2 separate regions of the Hordeum vulgare genome follow, and region 1 is linked to region 2. The links are chromatin contacts, called in public Hi-C maps. All regions are on one chromosome and are shown on one strand. The core of a region is the stretch at or near the end of the contact, and the rest is flanking DNA. Distances in the headings are between cores, read along the strand shown.

Region 1 (4,170 bases), core at 1,436-3,935, 340 kb after region 2:
ACGACACGAGGTTGATTGTTAGGTCCGGTCTTGTGGCTACTCTTCGGCGTGGCATCTTGTGAGCCCGACCCTCGGTGGTGGTCGGTGGGGTGGAAGTCACCAATATTTGCGCAAAAGTGCGCGCACAAGGAGGCAGTGTCATCTCAAGTTGCCCGCACTCATGTACGACATCAACGGACTAACGACCGGCCGAAGGGTCGACACTCAAGGTGGCAGACATGATGATAATGACGGTCAAGGCGGTCACGACAACGTCATCTTGCGCCTCCATGGCGGCGACGGCGATCCGGTTGGATAGGAGAGGGAGTGCGTGGCAAAGAGATATGGAGACGCTCTTGAAACTTCACCATGAAAATGGCACCAAATATTTATGGGAAGGAGATCTTCTCGGTGAGATTGAGGCCGTTTTACGGTATCATCTAAAGTTAAGGAAGGTTTATGGGATCTGCTGGATTTTTTTGCCTCAACTTCGCATAAACAAGGTTTAATTTAGAGATATGAGACTGTTGGAATTGCTCTTATACATTGTGATCATTTCCATAAAGTAAGTAGGGCCCGTCTTATAAATTGGTGATGTCCTTGGACACTCGGCTGGTGAGATAGTCCAAGTTTGCCCGCGAGGCATCTTCCTTCGAGTAGATACGTAACACACACACAAAATTATCAAAGAAAATAGAAGCGTACACCACCAGATATGAAAGGAATCATATGAGCCCAAGCCTAATTTGCGCGCCATGCATTGGATGCAGCGTTACCATGGTATATGGTGCATGAGTATAGGATGAGGCAAGCATGAAGTCGAAGCTTTGAAGGATCATGCAAATCGCCATCTTGGCCTCAATAAGCGCAAAATTCTGGCCGATGCAAATCCTTGGTCCCCAGCCGAAAGGAAGAAACGCGCCTGAATTATTGGACGCTTTGGAGATCCCCTCAGCGAACCTCTCCGGCTTGAATTCATGCACATCGCTGCCCCAAATGTCAGGGTCATGGTGCATGAGTAGTACGGAGAGCTCAATCATCATGCCAGCTGGGTACGTTTTGTCTCCTATCATCACCTCCTTGCATGTCTTCCTGCTAAAATGGATGCTTGGGGGATACAACCGAAGAACCTCATAGAGGATCATGGTGACCTGCAAATTACAAAGACATAAAGCAAAGGGTCATATACGTATATCAAAGTTGGTGCCATCATATAGAGGATAAAAAATTTGCACTACTTCTGGCAAGTAAATATTTACCGTTTTAAGTCGGTTTAGGCCTTCGTATCCAGGTTTGCTTTTCCCAAACAAATCTAGGACCTCCTCCCTTGCACGGTTCTGCCACTCTGGGTGCATGCTTAGAACGATCATGGTCCATGTGAGTAGTACCGATGTTGTCTCCATTCCTGCCAAGAAGAACGTCTTGCACTCCTCGATGACATCTTCGATTGTCATCCCCATGTCGGATTGACCATTATTATCTATATGCATCATGTTTGACTTTAGCAATAAGCTAAGTAAGTCATCTTTGGTCCTTTCACCTTCCTTGATCGCTTTAGTTCTTTTCACAATTAAACTTCGTATAATCGATTCAATCTCGTTGTTCACCTGATACATCCTTCTATTGTTTGGGGTTGGCAAAGATCTGAAATATAGCGTGCACTTCCCGTTACAAAGAGTGTTATCAAGTGTAACTGTAAATTCAGTTCCCCCCAAAAGAAAGAAATCTGTAAATTCAGTTGGTAGTACTAACTCACAAGTAACCGGGAATAAGAATCCTCCGAATGTTTGTCACGAGGCGCTCTGCTTGCTCGGTTTGCAGCTGAAATATCTTCATTCCTTCAAGGTAGCTGCTGCCGAATGCGGTGCGAGAAATGACATCACCGGACAGGTTTTTGAGCTCCGGCCAAATATCGAGCTCGCGCGTACCATCAGAGCCGATGGACTCCGTCCATCTGCGGACCAACTCTTCACAGCACGCAGAAAACTCTGGCAGCATGCACTGCAGAATCGTACACGTTCCGTTCCACATGTCAATTGTATCGCAGCAAATGGTTCTCAGATAATATGCACTGAAACTGAAACTGAGATTGTTACCTTGATCTTCTCCAGATGGAACGCAGGGTTGAGGAGCCGCCTGTGCTTGACCCACTTATCGCCCTCGTGGTTCAAGAGGCCGTTGGCGAGCAGCCTCCACAGCGCCGGGAACTTGGGCTTCTCGAAGTGCCCAGACTTGTCGGACAGCACGCTCCTGGCAAGCTCGGGGTCGGCGATGGTGACCTTGAGGATTGGGCCGAACCACGAGAGGCTCACCTTGCCGTGCTCCCGGATGGAATCACAGAGGAGCGGTGCTACGCGAGGGGCGATGTCGTGGCACCGCAGCGGCAGCGGCCTCGACCAGGCGTCCTTGTTCCGCCGGCCCTGCTCCCTGAGGTCGCCGGTGAGGAAGCGGTAGCACGTGCCGCGGAGGCCCTTGGACCGGAGCTCCCGCTCGAGACACCGCGGCCGCCACCACAGCCGGTGCAGCAACCGGCAGAGCTGCCACAGGAGCACAAGGGTCAGGAGCAGGAGGAGGCTCGGTCTCCATCTCCATGGCACCGAGGCTGCAGTTGCCAAGAACGCTCCAGCAACCATAGCTCTCAAGTCTTGACTCGGGTGAAGAAAACCAGTAATAGAAGCTGATGTGATGTGATGCAGTTGAATGCACGGTACAGGCGTGAGGTTATATAGATGGATGGAGCTGCACATGTGCGCCATCAACATCATTTGGCCAGTAAGAGAATGATACTATGACCTTCAGTGTCAATACCAAAGCTGTCGCAGTCTCATCTGGACTTTGGCTTGGTGCTACGACGAAAAGACAGACGGACTATTCTACCCACCACCGCGCTTCCAGCGTCTACAACAGAGTTCTTGTATCCTCCCCAAACGTTCGAACGAACAACTGGTCAGTGTCGCCAACTCCAAACCATGTTCATTTTATCAATTTTGTCCCGTTGGGTCACGTAAAGGAGATAGCGGCCGACTTTTTATATGTTTTGTGTCGCCCTTACGTTCAACGGGCGAACACATTTCGTCCGGTCGCTTGAAATTTTTGCAAAAGGATAGGATACCGAAATTGACATCACAATTGTAGTTCATGTCATCGATCATAGTTTTTGTTGGTCAGAACGCCATGACTGACACACATGTTAGCCTACAAAATGATCAACCCTCGAAGTTTCATAGCCGGCAACAAAGCCAAAGGCCTGCACGCTTGCCAGATTTCAAAATGATGAACCCCCAAGGATTCACGCAGGCAACAAAGTCAAGGACCGGCATACACGTCAACGTACAAAAAAAAACTATCATAGTTCGTGAGAGTGACCTCTCTAGTTCATGCCGAACATCTCCTTTTGCTGCTTCTCGAACCAATTTCTTATCTTTGGGGATATGTTTGCCAAGTCCACAGTCATGAGTGCTAGCATCACCTTTTTTTCTTTGGTGTTGGCATTGGTGGCCTCGATCGTGAGCTTCTTCGCTTGGCCGGCCTCCTTCATGTCAAGCTTCCTCCTCTTGACGGCCTCCTCCATTTCGAGCTTCTTCGTTTGGAGCTTCAAATATATCTTCATTTGCTCTTTATTTTTTTGGCGCTTCCTCATCGTTCTTTATTTCCTTTTGAGTCTTCATGCCTTGCAAAGTTTCTTGCAAGAAGAAGGATGCTGCATCACGCTTCTCGTCAATTTTGGAGTTAGCCATGCCCCTCGGCCTCATCACCCCATCTTCAGCATTGGCTTGTTCTTACATCCGGCATTGAAGGCTTCCAAACTTTGGAATGCCTACACAATCAAAGAGAAGGCCACAATGTAATAGCAAATTACACAAGATCAAACAAACATGAACATAGGAATGAAAGAGCAAAAGATCATACCAAGTCGCCCACGCCAAGCACATCACAAAACTTGTTGTGTTCTTGTTGAATAAACCTCCTGACATGTCTGCAATGTATCGATAATTTATGAAGTATTCATGCCATATTTACCTATGTTTACAATACTTTCATATGGATTTGATGCATTTTATACGATTTAATTGGAATTAACCCGGACTAGCGATGTTTTCAGCAGAATTAATGTGGTGTTGTTTTTGTGCAGAAAATAAAAGTTCTCAAAATCACCCGTAACTTTTTGATAATTTTTTCTGGAACAAGCAT
Region 2 (4,183 bases), core at 408-2,907:
CACGGTAAAATGGCAGTACTGTCCACTTTGTCCGATGGCAAGCAGTTCCCAGGGTCAAGATCGTCAAGATCACACTTGCTAGGTCGTACATGAGGATAAGACTCTGCTTTATGCGTTGAAGGTTCACTGTCTACCACTGGCGAAATAGGTGGTACCCTGTCTGAATCCACCGATGATGTCTTTAAAGCCGTCTTAGTCTTCCTTGGGGCGCGAACAGAGACTCCGCCGCGCTTGGCGCACCTATAATTCACCGCTGGTAAAGCCACCACAACCTGATTACTGAGACCACCTCCTTTGTTCTCATGGCCATTGGAGGTGCTTTGCATCTTAACATTTTCTGGTGATCTATGCTGTTCCACCCTGTTGCGCAAGTCAACTGTGTCCGGTGTAGTGGTAGTCCCTTTGATCGGCCTATCAACTGTGGCCGGTGCAGTAGTGGTGGCCTCTTTGATCGGCTTATCCACTGTGTTTGGTGCAGTAGTGGTAATCTCTTTGATCAGCTTATCAACTGTGTCTGGTGCAGTAGTGGTGGTCTCACTGATCGGCTTAGTGGTGGATACAGAAAGGTTGTGCCTTACAGAGCTTCTTCCCAGGTCTGAGTCCACAGGGCGCCGTTTGGAGGATCTAAATGAGCCTGCTTTCGGTTCTGAAGGAGTGGCATTTGCTGCCGCCGTGGTCTTCGCAATCCTCCGTGATCCCCGAAGGGATGTGTCATTTGTACTGGTAGCAGCTGAAGTACCACAACCATGGGCATTCGCCTCGGGGTCATACTCTGCGTTCAAATCAACAGCAGCCATGCTTGCTGAGGCAATATTCTCTGAAAAAGGAGAGAAATACTTGGGAGCCTCCACCAAATCGTCATCATCCGGCGGAAGTTGTGGAGGCGACGACGTGGTGTTCAGCGTGCACGTCGGTGCATTCTCCTCTAGATTGGCTTCCAACCAAGACCCCCGTGGTGACGGAGGAGACCCCGGCACCGGCGTAGTGTCAGAGAGGAACACGAGCTTTTCCCGCATGTCTACAGCAACAGGAGTAGACGGAGATTCCGGCATATGTGAATAATCATCGAGGTGTTCGAGCGGCCTCACCCCTGGAGCGCCTTCCGAGGAATCGGATGCTGGGGGCTCGAACTCCGCGAAGCCCGGCGCCGCGGTGGGCGGGGATGGCGCCCGGGTCGTCGCCGACACGCCCTCGCCGGCGACGAGCCCCGTTGACCTCCACTCGGCGCCGTCCCAGGGCCCTCCTCCGTCGTCCACCAGGGGATCCGGGACCGCTGCCGCGGCGGCGAACTCGGCGCCGACGTCGAAACCCCTGGGCGGCGACCACATGGGCTCCAGCTCCTCCGGGGTGCCGAAGAGGAGCGACCACAAGGGTTCCAGCCCCGCGCTGAACTCCCCCGCCGGCTCCTCTCCGTCCGCCCCAGCGTCGGCCGCCGGGGAGCCATCGGCGACCGGAGGCGGGGAGGGAGGCGAGATGGGGTTGTGGGGCGGAGTTTCCATGGGAGTACGGGGCTGACTGGACCGAGCAACCAAATTAGGTAAAGTCAATCGATGTGGCCAGAGCTCAGTACAGTAGTCAGTTCACAACCCGAGTTGCTTCCTGGATCGAATTCCTTTTTCAGGTAACTTTCGGATTTAGCTGTTTTTCTGGTGAGTGTTCCATTGATAGAGCTCTCAGACAACTTAATTTTCAACGAGGTCAAGACTACGTCTGAAGAATAGGAGACTATGGTATTAGAATGTGGGTCAACAGATGGATTATGGACGTGTTTGATTACCTGTCTCACTTTTTTCCTTTTTGCGTGTGTCTTAATTGGACCTGGCTATGTAAAACAGGTCAAAAAAAATCATCCATATATAGTTTGATTGTATGTATCATCACGTCGCAACACTCGATCGATCAGCTCTAGTTCCACGAGTTCCAAGGCATCGGCAATCGAGGTTGTTCTTCTCAAGGTGTTTGGTATTGTCCGAGATGAACTTGCGATCACACATGGGGCTCTTGGTCAGCTCCGGGAATGTTTGACTCGCCTCTGCAGGAGAAGCATCTACGTACCATTGCAGCGATCTTTGGCAAGTCTCTGCCCATGGAGCTGGGTATGAAGAGACATGCGATGGTAGCTACTTAGATTTGGTGGCTTGGCCTGGAGTTGTTGACATTTTTTATGTCACGAGCAAAGTTAGATTTGGTGAGCTGAAATATTCGTGGTTTGAACAGTCCGACGAAGAGAAAAGCGCTGAGAGAATTTATAGATTCCTTTAAACCGAGGATATGTTACATCGAGGAGTCCAAACTTGATGTAGTTGATCAGTTTATAATTATGCAATGCTTTGGGCCATCGTATGATGGCTTCTCGTACTTACCGATCGTTGGGACCAGGAATGATATCATTTTGGTGTGGAATTCCTCGGTGGCACACATATCTAATCATGTGTGTAATACAAACTTCATCACAACCTATGTGCAGCCAATGGAGGGCTCGTCTTGGTGGCTATGTGTGGTTTACGGACCGCCAGAAGACCAGGAAAAAAATCTTGGAGGAGCTTTCGGCACGGCACCTGCTTTGTCCTCGCCCGTAGCTTGTGATTAGAGATTTTAATCTCATTTTGCAAGCGGATGGCAAGAATAATACCAACCTGGACACGAGGATGATGAGCAAGTTTAGACGATTCGTGGATTCCAACGGCCTTAAGGAGCTCTTGCTGCATGGATGCACGTTCACTTGGAGTAATGAAAGAGAGGTGCCCACGCTCACAAAAATTGATAGAGCGTTGGTATCGGTAGATTGGGAGCTGGACCACCCGGATTGTGTGTTGCAGGTGTAAGGGCATATTTCTACCTTGATGGTTTTGGTGATTGATGACAATACTTTTGCGGACTAATCGTGTGCACTAAGCCTTTCAAGTATTTCCTCATTTGGCACAAAGATGATTCATGCCCCTCGATGTATTGATATGAAGACGGCTTTCTCTCTTACGTTTCATTATGAGTGGACTTGAGTCATAAGAAAAGTCGTACTATTAAGAGAGGGTCTGCCTCGGAAAAGTCTGGGTGGAATCATCACATAGACTTTCCCTCGCACCCTCTTTTTCGCATCAATGGAGCTTCTTTCCTTGCCCAACCCTACGCAGAAGGACCCAAGCGATAGTACCGCTCTCGTGAGCGGTACTACCTCTTATCATCGGTATTACTGCCCAGGCCGGCGGTAGTACCACTCTAGGGCGGAAGTAGCCCAGCTTGTACCGCTGGCTAGTACCGCTGCCCGTGGGTCTCGACACTTTTCGTGTAGGACTTTGCGGTTTCTGAAGCGGTAGTATAGGGCGGTAGTACCGCTTGTTATTATCGTGCTGGAAATCCTCGGTTCTTCTCGGGTGGGACCGCAGCTGATCCTGAGCGGATATAGTAGGCGGTACTACCTCTTATGAGCGGTAGTACCGCTCCGGCAGTACTACCAACCCCTGCTCTCCACTCAGATTGTTGCCCTCCGCCTGAGCGGTAGTACCGCTCACTCTGGAGCGGTACTATCTCTTATCATCGGTAGTACCGCTCCCAGGAGTGGTAGTACTGCTCTGGTACGGGCAAAACAAGTGGGTAACGGTTAGATTCTTTCCCCCACTATATAAAGGGGTTCTTCTTTCCACAGAACTTCACATTTCCCAACCATAAGCTCCATTGTTGCTCCAAGCTCCATTTTCGCCCGATCTTTCTCCCTACCCAACAAAACTTGTTGATACTCTAGGATTCGGTTGAGAGGGCCTTGATCTACACTTCCACCAAGAGAAATGTGATTCCACCCACTAATCCCTCGCGGATCTTGTTACTCTTGGGTGTTTGAGCATCCTAGACGGTTGAGGTCACCTCGAAGCCATATTCCATTGTGGTGAAGCTTCGCAGTCTTGTTGGGAGCCTTTTAATTCATCTGTGGAGATTGTCCCAACCTAGTTTGTAAAGGTTCGATCGCTGCCTTCAAGGGCACCACTAGTGGAATCACGGCACCTTGCATTGTGTGAGGGCGCAAGGAGAATACGGTGGCCTTAGTGGCATCTTGGGGAGCATTATGCCTCCACACCGCTCTAACAGAGACGTACTTCACCTCATGGGAAGGAACTTTGGGAACACATCCTAGTGTTCATCGGTTCCACTTGTGGTTACTTCTTACCTTTACTTGTATTAGTTACTTACT

The links. A called contact is a pair of places that touch in the nucleus more often than the background predicts.
Region 1: a contact with region 2 is called in a Hi-C map of seedling, with 5 times the contacts expected there. The contact joins the promoter of LOC123446623 here to the promoter of LOC123448977 in region 2. A contact is called at or near these places in 2 of 6 Hi-C or Micro-C datasets (leaf and seedling).

Annotation. Positions count from the first base shown.
Region 1 is chr4H:463,873,602-463,877,771 of MorexV3_pseudomolecules_assembly, forward strand. It overlaps LOC123446623 (cytochrome P450 72A397-like), which reads right to left and starts at 2,686. Exons shown (of 4, transcript XM_045123194.1): 1 at 2,076-2,686; 2 at 1,736-1,980; 3 at 1,239-1,623; 4 at 513-1,130. The coding sequence starts at 2,612. The coding sequence ends at 705.
Region 2 is chr4H:463,530,638-463,534,820 of MorexV3_pseudomolecules_assembly, forward strand. It overlaps LOC123448977 (DNA (cytosine-5)-methyltransferase CMT2-like), which reads right to left and starts at 1,658. Exons shown (of 21, transcript XM_045126037.1): 1 at 1-1,658. The coding sequence starts at 1,499.